2 separate regions of the Mus musculus genome follow, and region 1 is linked to region 2. Evidence: chromatin contacts called from public promoter capture Hi-C data. All regions are on one chromosome and are shown on one strand. Each heading gives the region's core, a stretch centred on a gene start, on an enhancer-like site or on the middle of the called end of the contact. The rest is flanking DNA. Distances are from core to core; before and after follow the strand shown.

Evidence for each region. Capture Hi-C pulls out chosen DNA fragments and counts their contacts.
Region 1: a promoter capture Hi-C map of pancreatic islet shows a contact between it and region 2. The contact joins two enhancer-like sites. A contact is called at or near these places in 14 of 484 Hi-C or Micro-C datasets (the CH12 cell line, Th1 cells, bone marrow-derived DN3 thymocytes and 6 more), 4 of 115 datasets of contacts at active chromatin or transcription factors (embryonic fibroblasts, embryonic stem cells and fetal liver) and 3 of 9 other capture datasets (adipose tissue, liver and pancreatic islet).

What each region holds. Positions count from the first base shown.
Region 1 is chr1:136,428,071-136,432,500 of GRCm38.p6, reverse strand. It overlaps Ddx59 (DEAD box helicase 59), which reads right to left. Exons shown (of 8, transcript NM_026500.3): 5 at 1-189. Among named protein-coding and RNA genes, the nearest start is that of 9230116N13Rik, 15 kb to the right of the region's middle. Within about 2 kb of position 2,185, at least 35 of the 459 cell types and tissues checked have an H3K27ac peak or open chromatin away from gene starts, as enhancers often do. A contact at or near this core is called in pancreatic islet, where this site is marked.
Region 2 is chr1:136,307,060-136,311,574 of GRCm38.p6, reverse strand. All of the region lies in intron 2 of Camsap2 (calmodulin regulated spectrin-associated protein family, member 2), which reads left to right. Among named protein-coding and RNA genes, the nearest start is that of Camsap2, 37 kb to the left of the region's middle. Within about 2 kb of position 2,209, at least 10 of the 459 cell types and tissues checked have an H3K27ac peak or open chromatin away from gene starts, as enhancers often do. A contact at or near this core is called in pancreatic islet, where this site is marked.

The DNA.
Region 1 (4,430 bases), core at 936-3,435, 120 kb before region 2:
CACACTGGCGCAGGGCAGGTTCTTGTCCCCAGTGATGATCCTCACAGGATTATGCAGAAGCTGGTCTGTGAGCTGTTCTATGCTATCTGGAATGGTGGCAGAAACCAAGATGGTCTGACAGTCACCAGGAGTGTGTTCCAAAACGTCAAGCACTTGCTGCTGAAAGCCCATCTTCAACATGGTGTCAGCCTGAAACGAAGGCAGTCGGCAGTCAGCAGTCAGGCTTACTCAGCCCTGAAACCCAGAACTTCTCAGGATAAGGCTGGGTGATTAAGGACAGAAAAATTAAATCACAGAAAAATACATTACAACGTCAAAAGACCAGCAGGGAAATGTGTAAAATTATAGACTGTATAACTTAATGATCTGGATTATTATTATTAATAGCTATGAAGATAGATACACCACATATTTACCAATAAAGCACTTTTTAATTATGGCAACATATATTACTGTGCTGTTATGAGAAATGACCAGAAAGCTCTTTACTGGGTAATAAATGATTGCTTGGAGAAAATTATCAAACATTGTACGACACAATACTATTTATACTACAAAACAATGTAAGCAGTGTAGTCAGGAAATGAATTAAGCTGGAGACCAGTTTACACTGTGATTCTAGCACTCAGGAAGCCAAGGCAGGCGGACTGAGTTCAAGGTCAGAGTACAGAGCTACAGAGTAAAGCCCTGAAACGTTACACTGCTGCCGTGGAGAAGACCAGGGAGTTGTGTGTATTGGGCCTGGGGGTTCAATTTTGCTTTCAATGCTGAGAATCTAACCCAGAATCTGTACATGCTAGTGTCCCACTATTGAACTACATCTGTTGGCCTTAGATCTTGGAGACAAGATTTTGATATGCAGGCTGGGCTGGCCTTGAATTCTTGATCTTCTTGCCTTAGCTTTCAAGTGCTAGGTTTACAGGCATGATCCACCATGGCTGTTAGGGATCACTTTTGGATTTTCAGAGTTTTATTTCCTTCTAGCCATGGATGTCCTATATAACTAACTTACTTTAAATTTAAAAAAAATTAATGTTGGGGATACTTATGGTTTTAATTCTTCAAATTTCATGCCGAGACTTTACCACTAATGTGGGTTGGTGTCCTCTGTTACAATCTGTCTGCCAGAAGTATTTTCATCCACATCTCAGCATAAACGTCACAGACAGCCTGTGGTTACCAATCTAAGGAAGCCCACGGGTTGTCCCTGCCATACTGCATGGATAGGTACACTTGCCACAGCTCCATGGGCAGAGCTCATAAGCATCCCTTTCCACTCTATCCACTACACCAACGACAACTAGCATGCCAAAAGCCCTTTATAAACACTCGGCAACTTTAACTCTAAGCACTAAATAAGACCCAATTATGTAACAAACAGTGTATCAGTGTCCCAAACCTCTCAAATCTAGGAATCACCTGGAGTGAGGTTTTCAAGATCCCTGGGCTGCTGAATCAGACTATCCCAGTGAGAAAGGCAGACGAGATAACACTCGCCGGGCACACTGGGCAGTAGTTCTATGGTTCTGTTCACTGGTTTGTTGTTTCCATTTATTTGGAGAGACAGCTTCCCAGGCAGCCCAGGCTGGTTTGAATTTGTTTATTTTATGTGTATGAGTATTCTGCCTGCATGAAAGTCTGTGCTCCATGTACTTGCCTGGTATCTGTGGACGTAAGAAAAGGTGTTGGATCCCTTAGTACTGGAAATGAGAATGGTTGTGAGCCAACAAGTGCTCTTAACTACTGAGCCATCTTTCCAGTGCCCTCAGACTGGCTTTGAACTCACCCTCCAGCACCAGCCTACTGTTACACTAGGCCAAGCTGGGCAGACCTGTGCTCGGTTTACTGTGATATAGCCAGCTTCACAGTACAGAGAGCATGCACAGTCTGCAGCCTGTCCAACAGAACAGAAAGAAGGAAGGCTGTGTCCCCATGCAGAGGGATGGGGACAGTTTCAAAGTCCCTCATCTGAAGCAGAGAGGAAAGAGCAGGATGGGGTTGTGGGACTATTCTAGGGCAAAGGGAAGGCCTGACAAGAGACACAGATGGTGACAGGAGCAGAGGTTTCAAACTGCAAGGGATTATGAGTCCTGGCCCTCCTCTCGCAGCAGTCATCACCCCTCCTTACAGTCTCACTCTCAGTTCCTGTCCCTCTGCTGACTGACTCAGCAGCAGCTTCACACGCCAGGCTCTCAGCTCTGTCTTCTCGGCTCACTTCCCTCCAGCCTTCTCTTGGAGGACCAGATGTCACAGACTCCAGTAGACATCACAGACTCCAGTGCACTCCCTGTGCAGGAGAAAAGCATTCCCCGTCGTCTGCTGTTCACAGCAAGGCCAAGCTCAGACAATATTACCAGGACCCACATTTACTCGGTTACCCTTTCTAAAATTAAAGGCACAGCTATAATTTCTGGAGTCACCTCTCCAGCTGCCTTCTTTCCCCATATGCCATATGTCATCAGAAGCCTCATAAATGATTACTTTACAGGGACTCTCAGATTTAACCCTTCAGTCCCGGGGCCTCCACCCTGCCCTTGACCCCCTCACTCCTTGGCTGGTTCGCTGGATGCCTGGTCTCTGGGTCCTTCCTCTTTAAATCTCATGTACCGAGAGCAGGGAGATCGCCTCCCTAAAACACCACTTTTACCATGCTATGCCCAACGAGTAATTTAGAAGGCCTCACTGTCTCCCACATCAGATCCACAAGCTCCTGCCTCCCGTCAGGGCCTCTATAATTTGACCCCACCCTGGCTACCCAACTCCACTTCCTGCTGCTGCTCAGGAAGAATTCCTCCAGCTCCTTCCTCCTCCTCGACAAGTCACTTGGGCTTTCTGACTGTTCATCTCACTGGAATATTTCACCTGTCCTCCGGCTTTTAAATTTTTTTCTCATCTTCTAAGGAGCAGTTCAAATCCCATTACTATTTTTTAATAGTGTGAAAAACACTCACTCTCTTAATTCTATACCTGATCTTAACTGTCCTGGACAATTAGCATATCATATGCATAATACAGTAGTTTATGTTACAGTAGTTTTCCCTTCTAGTTGACAAGCTATGGCTATCAGACACTTTCCAACCTTTACCTGTTGTGTGGAAACCAGTCACATCCAGCCACCGTTCTCCTCTTCTAATATATTTTTTAAATGGTGTAATAGATAGAACCCAACATCTTGCAAATGCTAGGCAAGTACTTTACAATCCATTATACTCACAATCCTTTTTTAAAAAAGATTTATTTTTAGCCTATGTGTACTGTGCTTGTCGGCATGCATGAATGAGTACCTACTTGTGCCTGGTACGCACAGGAACTAGAAGGTGTCAGATCCCCTGAGACTCAGTCATAGACAGCTAAGAGCTCCTTTGTGGGTACTGGGAATCAAACCTGGGTCCTCTACGAGAGCAGCAGATCCTCTTAATCTATAGAGTCACTCACATCTCCTTCCCCCAGTCCTTGATGTTTTGAATCAGAGTCGCTTTCTAACTCATGCTGCTCCTGAACCTGAGGTCCTTCTGCCTCTGCTTCTCTAGGTGAGGGCTGGGTTTATAGGCGTGTGTACTCGTGTCTGCGTGTGTGTGGTGTTCCTGGAGATGGACCTGTATACATACAGACATGTATGCCTGTGTGATGGCCACCGGTCCACCTCGGGTGCCATTCTCCCTGGTTTTCGTTGTGGTATCTCCCAGTGGCCTGAAGCTTGCCAAGCAGGGTAGACTGGCTGGCCCTTCTGCCTGTCTCCACTCCCCAGCTCTAGGACTACACTGAGTGTGCACTACCACACTTAGTATGGTAGGATCTCGGGTATCGCGCTGACTAGGGCATCTTCACTGACTGAGATCTCTCCTCAGCCCCACATCTGGGTTTTTGTTTCTGTTTTATCCTCTTGGTTTTCTTGAGGCCCAGTGTTGCTATCTGTGAAGTCTAGATTGGTCTTGACTTTATGATCCTCCTGCCTTTGGCACTTCAGTAAGGCATAGGTAGAGGTATATGCCACCATCCCACTCTGGTGATTTTCATACTGCTACAGTTGTACAGGTTAGTTTCAAAAGATCATACTGGCCCCAAAGCCAGAAAGGTCATCAGCTCCCTTGAAACTGGGATTACAGACTGTTGTGAGCAGCAATGTAGGTGCTGGGAATTGAACCTGGGTCCCCTGGGAGAGTAGTCAGTGCTCTTCACCACTACTGCTGTTTTAGAGAAAATATTTGCCAATCATTGGACTATACTGTTTATCTAAGTACTTTTTTTTTTTTTTTTAGTAAAAATGTTGTTTATTTATTTATTTGTGGTGTGTGTGTGTTGTCTGTAGGTTACAGAACAACTTGTTGGAGTTTGTTCTCTCCTTCTACCATGCAGGTTCTGGAGACTGAACTCAGGTCATCTGGCTTGGGGCTTGGCAGGAAGTACCTTCACCTGCTGAGCCACCTTAC
Region 2 (4,515 bases), core at 960-3,459:
TACTATAAAAGTATAGTATTTTATTTGTAGCTCCCAAGCTTGTCTTCTTTGCAGAGTTTAAGAAGCCAGGCATACTTGGCAAATGTACTCCTAAGTATATTTTCCACTGACGTTTCAGTGTTTTAGCTTATTTAGAAATGATTCAAATATCTTATGAGTCACCTACATAACATACAATGAAAACAGCTTAATGTTTAAAGGATTCGTTTATTTGAGAGTGACCGCTCTTATAGTTAGACCTGAGACCCTCTCTGCTCACACAGTCTGCTGGCATCCATCTGTCCATCTATCCTGTCAGAGGAAACTAGTGTCATCTCACATAAGGAACAAGTGTTTGTCCTAAGCAAGGTCTGAGTGACTAAGGCCTAAGAACATAGACTCGGGTTGCCATAACTAACATGTTTTATTGTGGAAATAGTTTCATGAAATTTATTCCTATAAAACAAAAAAGAAGTCATAAATCGCAGCATTTACCATGTATAGTAGGTAGACAGGTAATAGCAAAATGGGGGAAAGTTTTAGTTATCTAAACACATTGTTAGCTTGTGAGTTAGTTTCATGTATAACTACAAGGTGGTTTTCTCCAACAAAGAGAAAGGAAGGTTAGAAAAGGAGCTAATGACAGTCCAAAATAATTTGGCTCCAGATTTGTAGCATTATAACTTCTCACAATTACAGATTTGTTAGTCATCGTTGTAGAATTTTCCACAGGAGTGTGGCTTTTTTCCCCCTGAGAGTTTACAGTTCATTTTTATTCTGACACCTTCTATAACCTCTAACACTTTTCTTTTAAAATTAGCTTAGATTAATTGTACAAAGCAGTGGGTTTTCATTATGACATTCTCTATTCTTACATACATATAATGTACTTAGATCAGCTTCCCCAAGCCATCCCGTCACCCTACCCTCCCCTGTCTACATTCTAATGGTTCCCTTTTTACTGTTTATGTTTCCAGTTTTCTTACAAATGACAATTCATTCTTTATGCTTGAATAAAATGTGTGTGTGTGTACATTTTTCTTGATCCATTGGTTCGCCCCAGGCCAGTTCTGTAATGTGACTGTTGTGAGTAGGTATGACAGCACCTCCATAGGAAAGTGACTCTTGAGTCTTTTTGGTATACCCCAAAGTGGTGTGGGATCTAGTTTTCATTGTTGAGGAACCTTCTGTGGCGGTTTGAGTGAGAATGGTGCCTGTAGGCTTGTGCTTGGTCCACATTGAGTGGGACTCTCTGGGAAAACTTTGGAGGTGCCACTGAGGGTGGGCTTTGATGTTTCCAAAGCCAGCCAGGTCCAGCCAGTCTCACTCTTGTTTATTCTTCCTGCCTATGTATCAGGATGTGAGCTCTCAACTACTGCTCTGGTGCCATGCCTGCTTGTCTGCTACCACACTCTCCTCCATGTGGTCATGGACTCTCCCTCTGAAATTATAAGCAAGCCCCCAAGAAAATGCTTTCTGCTATGAGTTGCCTTGGTAATAGTGTCTCTTCACAGCAATAGAATAGTAACTGAGATATCTCCAAACTGAATTTTTATAGTAGCTAGAACTAGTTCACATTCTTACCAATGTGGTATGAGTTCCCTCCTTCCACACACCCTCCATGGCCTTGCTACACTTGATTTTTGATGTTACTTATCCTGCCTTGGATGAAATGGACTATTGCTGTACCTTGATTTTCATTTTCCTAATGGCTAAAGATGTTGGACACATTTTCATGTATGTATGTGCTATTCATACTTATTAATTTTAAAAGTGTATGGTTCATTAGCCCATTTGTTGAGTGAATTATTTGCTCCTTTGATGTGTAACTTTTTTGAGATGCTTATTATATTCTGGCTATTAACAGTCTGTTAGGCGAGTGTCTAGCAAAGACCTCCTGCTCTGTGTGCTCTCTTCTCTTCACTCTAGCAGTTTATTTCTTTGCTATACGGAAATACGGAAGCTTTTTAATTTGACGCACTCATGTCTTTGAACTCCTGCTTTTATTTCCGGAGCTTTTGGAGTCATTCCGAAAGGTGTCTCTCAGGTTTAGATGTTGAAGTGTCTCCCCTAGTTTCAGGTCAGCACTGGGGCTTTGTCTTTTCAGCTGCTCTAGTTTCCTCTCCCACATGTGCACATCTGCTCTACCAGCAGCACTGTTTACAAGGCTGGCTTGTCCCTCACCTTTCGGCCTCATTACTAGGAATCAGGTGGCTGCACAGGTGTGGGCTTGCTTCTGGGCTTTCTGAGCTGTTCTGCCAGCTGATGCCTGGTTTGTGTTACTGCTGAGCCTCTGTAGTGCCATCTGAAATCAGGTAGTGAATACCTGGAGCATTCCTCTTCGTTGCTCATGGTTGCGTTGATTATTCTGGGTCTTTTGTATTTTGCTGTGAGATGTAGAATTTTCTCTTCTTGTGGAGAGTGCCGTGAAGGTTTTGAAGAGGATTGCATTGCATATGAAGATAGCTTTTGCTAATAATAATAAGTCACAGTGTTAATTCTGCCAGCCTCTGAGCACATGGTCTTCTGCCTTCTAGTGTCTTCCACACGTATTTAATATCTTGGTTGTGGTAGTTGTTTTGTGAGGTTATTGTTTTCCCTCACTTCTGTTTCACTGACTTCGTTATTGCCGATGGAGTTTATTCAGAGCTGAGAATCCTCAGGTGGACTCTCTGAAGTCTTAACTATAGGATCATGCACCATTCCTACAGGGATGTTTGATCTCTTCCTCTCCTGGTTCCATCCCTCTTATTTGTTTCTTGACTGACATACTGCTTTGGCTAAGCTTTCAGTTATTTCAGGGAATAATAAGCTTTCAGGTTTTCCTCATTAGTTCTGATCTGGCTGTCACTCTGTCCTCCACACCTGTATTATGTGGAAGTGTGACCCTTCTAGCTTAGCTTCGTTGTTGTCATAAAGGGATGTTGAATTTTGTCAAAAGACTTCCTTTTGCATCTATTGAGATGATTATGCGGTTTCTGCTCCTGTCTGTCTGTGTGCTGTTTATTGGCTGCACATATTGAACCATTGTATTTCTCATTTTTAAAAAATCAGCTGGTCATGGCATAATGTCTTTTAAAAATATGTCCTAACAGTGTCTTAGTTAGGGTTTCATTACTATGAAGAGACACCATGACCATGGGAACCCGTATAAAGGAAAACATTTAATTGGGGCTGGCTGACAGTTCAGAGAGTCCATGATTGTTATGGTGAAAAGTATGGTGGTGCACAGGCAGACATGGTGCTGGAGAGGGAGCTGAGAGTTCTACATCTGGGTTGGCAGGCAGCAGGAAGAGAGTGTCTCTGAGCCTGGCTTGAGCATCTGAAGCCTCAAAGCCCTACCCCAGTGACACATTTCTAACAAGGCCACACCTCCTGATAGTGCCATTCCTGTAGTGGGGGCTGTTTTCATTCAGATCACCACAAGCACTATTCTTGATATGTACTACATTACTTGTTTTTCAGTCCTGGAGATTGAATCCAGGGCCTCGGTCATACTAAGCAAGTGTACGCTGAACGACATCCCTGGGCTTTTTGAGACAGGGCTCTGTGTAGCTCAGTCTAGCTTTGAACCTGCACTGCTCTTCATCTGTGCTCTGGGATGTGCGGTGCATCTCACCTTTCTCAGCAAGTCCTTTAGTGTTTGGTGTACAAACTATGCTACACTGCTCCCACTACCTGATTGGCAGCTTAGGGCATCGGAGCACAATAGCACTAGGGATTTGTTGGAGCTCATTTAATTAACCTAGGATTTAAGACCAGAAATTTTATCATCTTTTGATGACGTTGGTCATATTTAGAAAAGATGCTTTTTAAACTTACTGCCTTTTAAACTACATGCTGTATTAATTTGACTGCTGGTACACAGTTTCTTTATATGTCTATCTAGAATAGCCACATTAAACATTTTTCATTTACCATTTAAGGTTAAGTATGAACCATGATAGCAAACCTTTAATATATGTGAAGTATTAATTACAAATTGGGATTAACTCTTTAAAAGAAAGTCTATATGTGCCATTTCAGTAGAATGACTCAAGTACTTCCTGTTTATAATCTAAGCCTTAGTTTCCTCCTCTGCCCCTTTAAAGGGCTTGGGCTTAGTAGGTATAGGCACTGTATGGGATTGAGACCAGTGTTGATGTTAGGAATTTCTCTCTTAGTTATGTAGCCTTGACACTTCTTACAACACTTAGAAACTCTTCATTTCTGACTTTTCAAGGATATGTGTTATGCATGTGTATGGCACAAGTAAGTATGTGGGTGTTTGTACTCGTGAGTGTAAGTCTGGAAACCAGAGGACACACTCTACCATATTCCCTAGAGACAGGGTCTTTTACTGAACTGGAAGCAAGCTAGCTGTTCCAGACAGGACCTGCCTGTCTCCATTCTCCCAATGCTGGGGTTTTTGGGTGTGTGGTCATGTCTAGCTTCTTACGTGGGTGATGTGGATTCAAATTCAGATCCCTGTGCATACACACCAACAGCTCTTACTCACTGGACTGTCTCTCCAGCCCCAAAGCTCTTCATTTCTCA